Regions from separate parts of the Anas platyrhynchos genome. Here region 2 is linked to region 1. Evidence: chromatin contacts called from public Hi-C data. All regions are on one chromosome and are shown on one strand. The core of a region is the stretch at or near the end of the contact, and the rest is flanking DNA. Distances in the headings are between cores, read along the strand shown. Region 1 overlaps ATP13A3 (ATPase 13A3). Region 2 has its middle 15 kb from the start of LSG1.

The links. A called contact is a pair of places that touch in the nucleus more often than the background predicts.
Region 2: a Hi-C map of skeletal muscle shows a contact between it and region 1, with 4 times the contacts expected there. The contact joins two enhancer-like sites. A contact is called at or near these places in 4 of 8 Hi-C or Micro-C datasets (F5 follicle, liver, skeletal muscle and 1 more).

What each region holds. Positions count from the first base shown.
Region 1 is chr9:12,653,625-12,656,324 of IASCAAS_PekinDuck_T2T, reverse strand. ATP13A3 (ATPase 13A3) reads left to right here. Exons shown (of 35, transcript XM_072042672.1): 21 at 1-29; 22 at 741-865; 23 at 1,679-1,857; 24 at 2,328-2,450; 25 at 2,532-2,611. Among named protein-coding and RNA genes, the nearest start is that of GP5, 17 kb to the right of the region's middle. Within about 2 kb of position 1,379, at least 1 of the 8 cell types and tissues checked has an H3K27ac peak or open chromatin away from gene starts, as enhancers often do.
Region 2 is chr9:12,709,015-12,711,714 of IASCAAS_PekinDuck_T2T, reverse strand. No RefSeq gene overlaps it. Among named protein-coding and RNA genes, the nearest start is that of LSG1, 15 kb to the left of the region's middle. Within about 2 kb of position 1,309, at least 3 of the 8 cell types and tissues checked have an H3K27ac peak or open chromatin away from gene starts, as enhancers often do.

The DNA.
Region 1 (2,700 bases), core at 130-2,629:
ACATGGCACAAAGTTCAGACTATTAATAGGTAAGAGTGATTTCACTTTTTATTCTTTAGCTAAGTAACAGACTTTAAAAGCTGCATGCTTTGTATTAATCACATAAAGTTTACTTTAGTTTAAACCAATTACTACTCTTCTTTAGCTGGCTTCTGTGTTGACATGTAGTTCTGTGTATTCATTATTTGTTCTCTGGACAGTACCTAGGAATTTAAGACAAGGAGTTAGAATCTAGAGTAGCAGTGGAATACGTGAGACCTATAAATACACTGAGTTTCATGTAAAATAAAATTGAGCTGCTTTACTTAGTGTATATTAATCTTTCTAGCTTTTACAGTGGAATTTGTTTCTATGTTAAGGTTCAGCTAATTTGGAAAAGAAATCAGACGTGCATCCTAAACATTCTAAAATTTGGTTGTGAATGCTGTTTCAGAGCACTTTTTTCCAGGAGTAACCTTTCTTTTTGAGAATGTAACATCTAGAATGAGTTCTCATTGAAAAAACAGACAGTTATGTTTGAGTAGAAACACAACTTTTATTTTAAATTTAATCAAAGGAAATAAGTATAAATGAATGAGAATGACGGTCTCTCCTGGGTCACTTTATAGAAAGTGAATTCTTCACACTTCATATTAAAATAAAAATTTCTCTTTAATTTGATAACCAGAAATAGGTTCTTTAGGCTATGTTGAATAAGTGTAATTCTTCCAATGTTCTTTTCCTTGCCTCCTTTTATACAGAGATGCTATTGAAACCAACATGGATTTTATGGGGTTAATCATAATGCAAAACAAACTAAAGAAAGAAACCCCTGCTGTACTTGAAGATTTGCATAAAGCCAACATTCGCACTGTCATGGTTACAGGTTAGCATGTAAAAAAACATTCATATTCCAAAGATAAAAATTAGTCTTTTTTGGTCTGACTTACTTTAATTGTGGTGTTTGAAGTAAAATTTTAGTGTCGGTAGACTGGGATTATACTGTCTGTATGCCAGAATTAAGTTTGGAAACTATTGTGAAACTATTCAGACCTTTCATTGTGGTTGAAAGATGCTTAGGCAAGTCAGAGGCCTGAAATCAGTAAAAGGGGTTAATTCCAGTTCTTTATAGAATTCACAAGTTACTTCATATTGAATTGAAGGGCGAAAAATCTCTGGAGGTCTTTGTACTAGGGGAAACTTTAAGTCTAATCTCATAACTAGCTTTGAACAGGAGATGGAACTTCATAACCTCCTGACGTTTTGTCCCTACTGTTTTGAGTTATGATAAGTCACTCTGGATTATTTTTTTTGTACCAATAGCTTCTTATCCTGCTTGTGGGCTGTGTTTATCTGTGCTAGGTTTTCTATGAGATAAGAGCATTGGCTTTTTCTATATCACAAATAGTACAACCTTGGAACAAACTTATAATGGGTAGCAACAGGACTGTTTATTTTGCATGACCTGTAACAGTGTTTAAAAGGGGGTGATGCTAGTGCAGGTGAGGAATTTAACAGATAAACCATGACTTCTGTACCTGTAGACTTGTTTGGCCCTAGGGTGTTACTGGTACATTCAGCAGTTGTCCTCCTCCTGGCTTGAAACAGACTTTGTTAGCTTTTCCTTTTGTGTTGAATATCACTGTATGTTGTTGATCCTTCTTTAACTCAAGCCTTTTACAATGCAATCATTTCACAGGGGATAACATGTTAACTGCTATCTCTGTGGCCAGAGACTGTGGAATGATTCTACCTCAGGATAAGGTCATTATTGCTGAAGCACTACCTCCAAAGGATGGGCAGGCTGCCAGAATCAACTGGCATTATGCAGATACCCTCTCAAGATGCACTAGTTCATCACCAGCCATAAACTCAGAGGTAATTTGAGCATTGTTACACCCTTAAGACTATAAACAGTTTTGCTGTTCAGTTTTTTCCCTTTTTAGTGTTCCCTTAAATAGGAAATCTGCCATTAAGTAGTAATTCAAAAATGATGTACTATTTAACTTAGTTTTTTAAATATCAAGGAGTAGTAAAAAAAAAAAAAAAAAGCTTGAGGAGCTAGTTCTTCAACTTCAATGAGAGATTTGATGTTGTAGCTGTGCAGAAGGTTTTTTTCCACATTTCAATCCATTAAGACTGCTTTTGCTACATGTAGCGGAAATATTATACAATGTATTCTTGTTAGTAAATAAATGCTGTAGTTGTATGAGGTTTTCTTTCAATACAACTCCTAGAAGCATGCACTAGTGTGGTATATTGAGGAATAATCCTGTGTGTATTGTCTTGAAATTACAAAGTACCTATGTAAATGCACTACAGCTAGAAATTTAAACTACTTTTGATAGGATATTCCAGTTAAATTGGTCCATGAAAGCCTTGAGGATCTTCAGATGACCAAATACCATTTTGCAATGAATGGAAAGTCATTTGCAGTGATTTTAGAGCATTTTCAGGACCTGGTACCCAAGGTGAGCATTTTACTTGAATCTGAGCACTTTTGATGGTGAACAGACTGTCCTGCTAAGCACTAAGAAATTTTTGTCTTCCAGCTTGTGTTACGTGGGACTGTGTTTGCTCGCATGGCACCTGATCAGAAAACTCAGTTGGTGGAAGCTTTACAAAATGTAGAGTAAGTATTTCTTCGAGTATAGAAAGGGATGGTGGGTTGACAAGGCGTTTGATGTGGTGAGGAAGAAAAATCAATGTATGCCGATAACT
Region 2 (2,700 bases), core at 60-2,559, 55 kb before region 1:
CCTTCCAAAACCTGCTGCTTTGGACAATTCTGCTTGTTGCTCACAGAAACCCTTGGCCATGAGACTTGCTGAACCCCTGTGCTGTTTCCATGAGTGAATGGAGGACAGTGTAAATACGACTGAGTAAGTAATGTTTGCTCAAGTTCATTACGTGCAGACTGCTGCTTGTGCTAAAATGCTATTGCCTCTATAGAAGAAGGACCATTTAAAAAAAAAAAAAAGTTCTGGGCCCAAAAGCCTATTAATATTTATGCTGCTATTGAACAGTGGGCAAACTAAATAATAGGCAAGGACCGTGGTTAAATTAATGCCTTAATGCTTTCCTGTGGTGGTTTGGTCTGTTGCTGAACCGCATCCGCCCTGCCCTACCCTTGGTGGGGAATGCCAGGCTGGCCGTGTTGACAGCTCAGCACAGCAGCCACCAGCAGCTGTGAGGCGTGAGGCAATGCAGAGGCTGCTCTGCTGTCATGAGCCTGCACAAAGGAGACATTGTGCTTCCCTGCAGCCACCTGCTGAGCGAGCCCTTCTCTGCTTCTCTTTCTGCAGGAGTCGAGTTGCTTTCTGCGGGAGTCAAGTTTCCATCTCTGAGTGCTGCTTTCTTAGGGCACCTTGTGCGTGTAGAGGGAGCGTGTGGGCTGTGACCAGCTCCAGGCTGTTTGCTGGGGTCTGCAGCACCTTCAGCCTCCCTGAGAGGCCTTGCTCTGCAGCACGAGCAACTCATTTTCCTGGCCAATATTAACTGTGGCACTGATACCCAGAGAGATGATTTGTTGACCTGACTGGGGAGCACGGCTGCATGTCCTGGGGCTCCGGCTGCTGGATGCCCTCCTGCTGCAGCTCCCCAACTGGCCAGGTTTGGTGTATGAAGACCTTGCAGTACACAGCAGGGGATGCGTAAGCTGTACTTCCAGCTTTACAGAGCCAGCACTGCACAAAAAAATGATCCTCCAGCACCCTGTGGAGCTGCCACCCTGCACGCCACACCATGTGGCTGATCAGGCCAGAGGCCAGGGTTTCTGTGGCTGTTTCCTGAGGGCTCAGCACTGGGATGTGGGAGATGACAGCTTTGGCCCCAGGAGGACCCTGGTGAGGGGCTGTCTTGCTCTCAGCTTTACAGTCCTGCCCTGGGCTTGCCCGAGGGAAGGACACAGCTCCTCAGTGTCAGTGCTGGCAGCTCTGCCTGCTGGGGAAGGGCTGCCCGCACAGGTGAGCTGGCCCCAGGCTGAGATGGTCCTATGGTCACTGGCGCTGCCTGCTCCAAAAATACTTCTGATTTCTCCGGAGGAGGCTGAAATCCCCCTTTCCTGCCGTTAGGGGACGGCCTTGCCCAGCTGGAGGAAAAACAGCCCTGGGGACGGTCCCAGCACAGTGTGCTTGCTCCTTTGCCAGGTAGGGGCTCCTGCAAAGCTGGTCTGGGGGCTCCACACGTCCCTGTGAGGAGCAGCCTTGTGCTGTCACCCTGCTGTGTGATGGCTCAAGTGAGCCAGTGAAGAGAAGAGGGAAGCTGGAAGCCCCTGCAGAGCAGCCCTTAGCTGTGTGCCACCCAGTTGTCCTGGCAGCCTCAGGGGACAGGAGCCTGCCTGCAGGAGTGGCAGCAGCACCAGGCCCTTGGACTCTGGGTTGGGCCAAGGACATCCTTGTCTGGGCTCTGGGGACAGCTCTCTGTGTCCCCAGCACGGATCGTGCTCAGGAAATCCTGCTGTGCAGCTCCCAGGCAAAACGGATTCTCCCTCTGTTGAAACACTCCAAGTTTCCCTCAGCCAGCACTTTCTGGGCTCCTCAGCCCTTCTGTCATGTCGCAGGGTGGGGAGGGAGTGCATGAGCAAAACAGAAACCCGAAGTTGTTCTGCTTTGAGCTCTGCATTGCTCCCGAGAAATGGCAGGTTCTAGTTTCAGATGCAGCTGGTTCCCCTTTCTGGGGGGAGGTGGCTCAGTCCCGCAGAGCCCTCCTCACGTGTGGCCGGCTCCTTCCCTTCCCAGCAGGGCTTCGGAGATGTGGCTGTGCCCTGCAGCTGGCCCAGCCCTGCTCCTCAGCCCTGCTCCTCAGCCTCTCCCACTCAGCAGCAGCTTGGGGCTGTGCTGGGGCACCTTCAGCCAGCCCGCAGCCCCTCCGAGATGGCAAACTTCTCTCCCTGGGGTGACTTTGTGCCTTAAAGCCTGCGTGGTGCAGAGCAGAGGAAGCTGCAGAAATGGGGGAACCCCCAGAAGGATGGGGAGGAAGCAGCCAGTTCGCCTGCACAGCACTGGACACATGCAAGTGCCTCGGGCCACGCGTGTGCTGGTGAAGCCGCAGCTGCAGTGTGTGGGATCCCTGGGGCCCCGCAGCCCACGCTGACGTAGCTGTGACACATCAAGCACTGCTTTGTCCCCAGCCTTGGCTTTGAAATCCAGGGGCTGTGCCCTGCTGTGCCAGGCGGGGAGGCGGTGGGCCTGCTGGTGCTGGGCCTGAGCTCTCTGTGTCGGAGCCGCAGGGGGATCCTGGCTGGGGACGTGGGGACCTGTGTGGCTGCTGCTCTGCTCCTCTGTGTCACATCGCTCTGCTGTCCCCAGGTGTAGGGCACAGCTGGGGCCTGTCTCAGGCAAGGGGAAACTGCTATCAGGGTGAGGACGGCGCCCCAGGGTGGGCAGACCCTGCCCGGTCTGCCTGCAGCGGCAGGAGACTTGCAGAGCTCGTGCTGATAAGGGGACTTTGCGTTCACA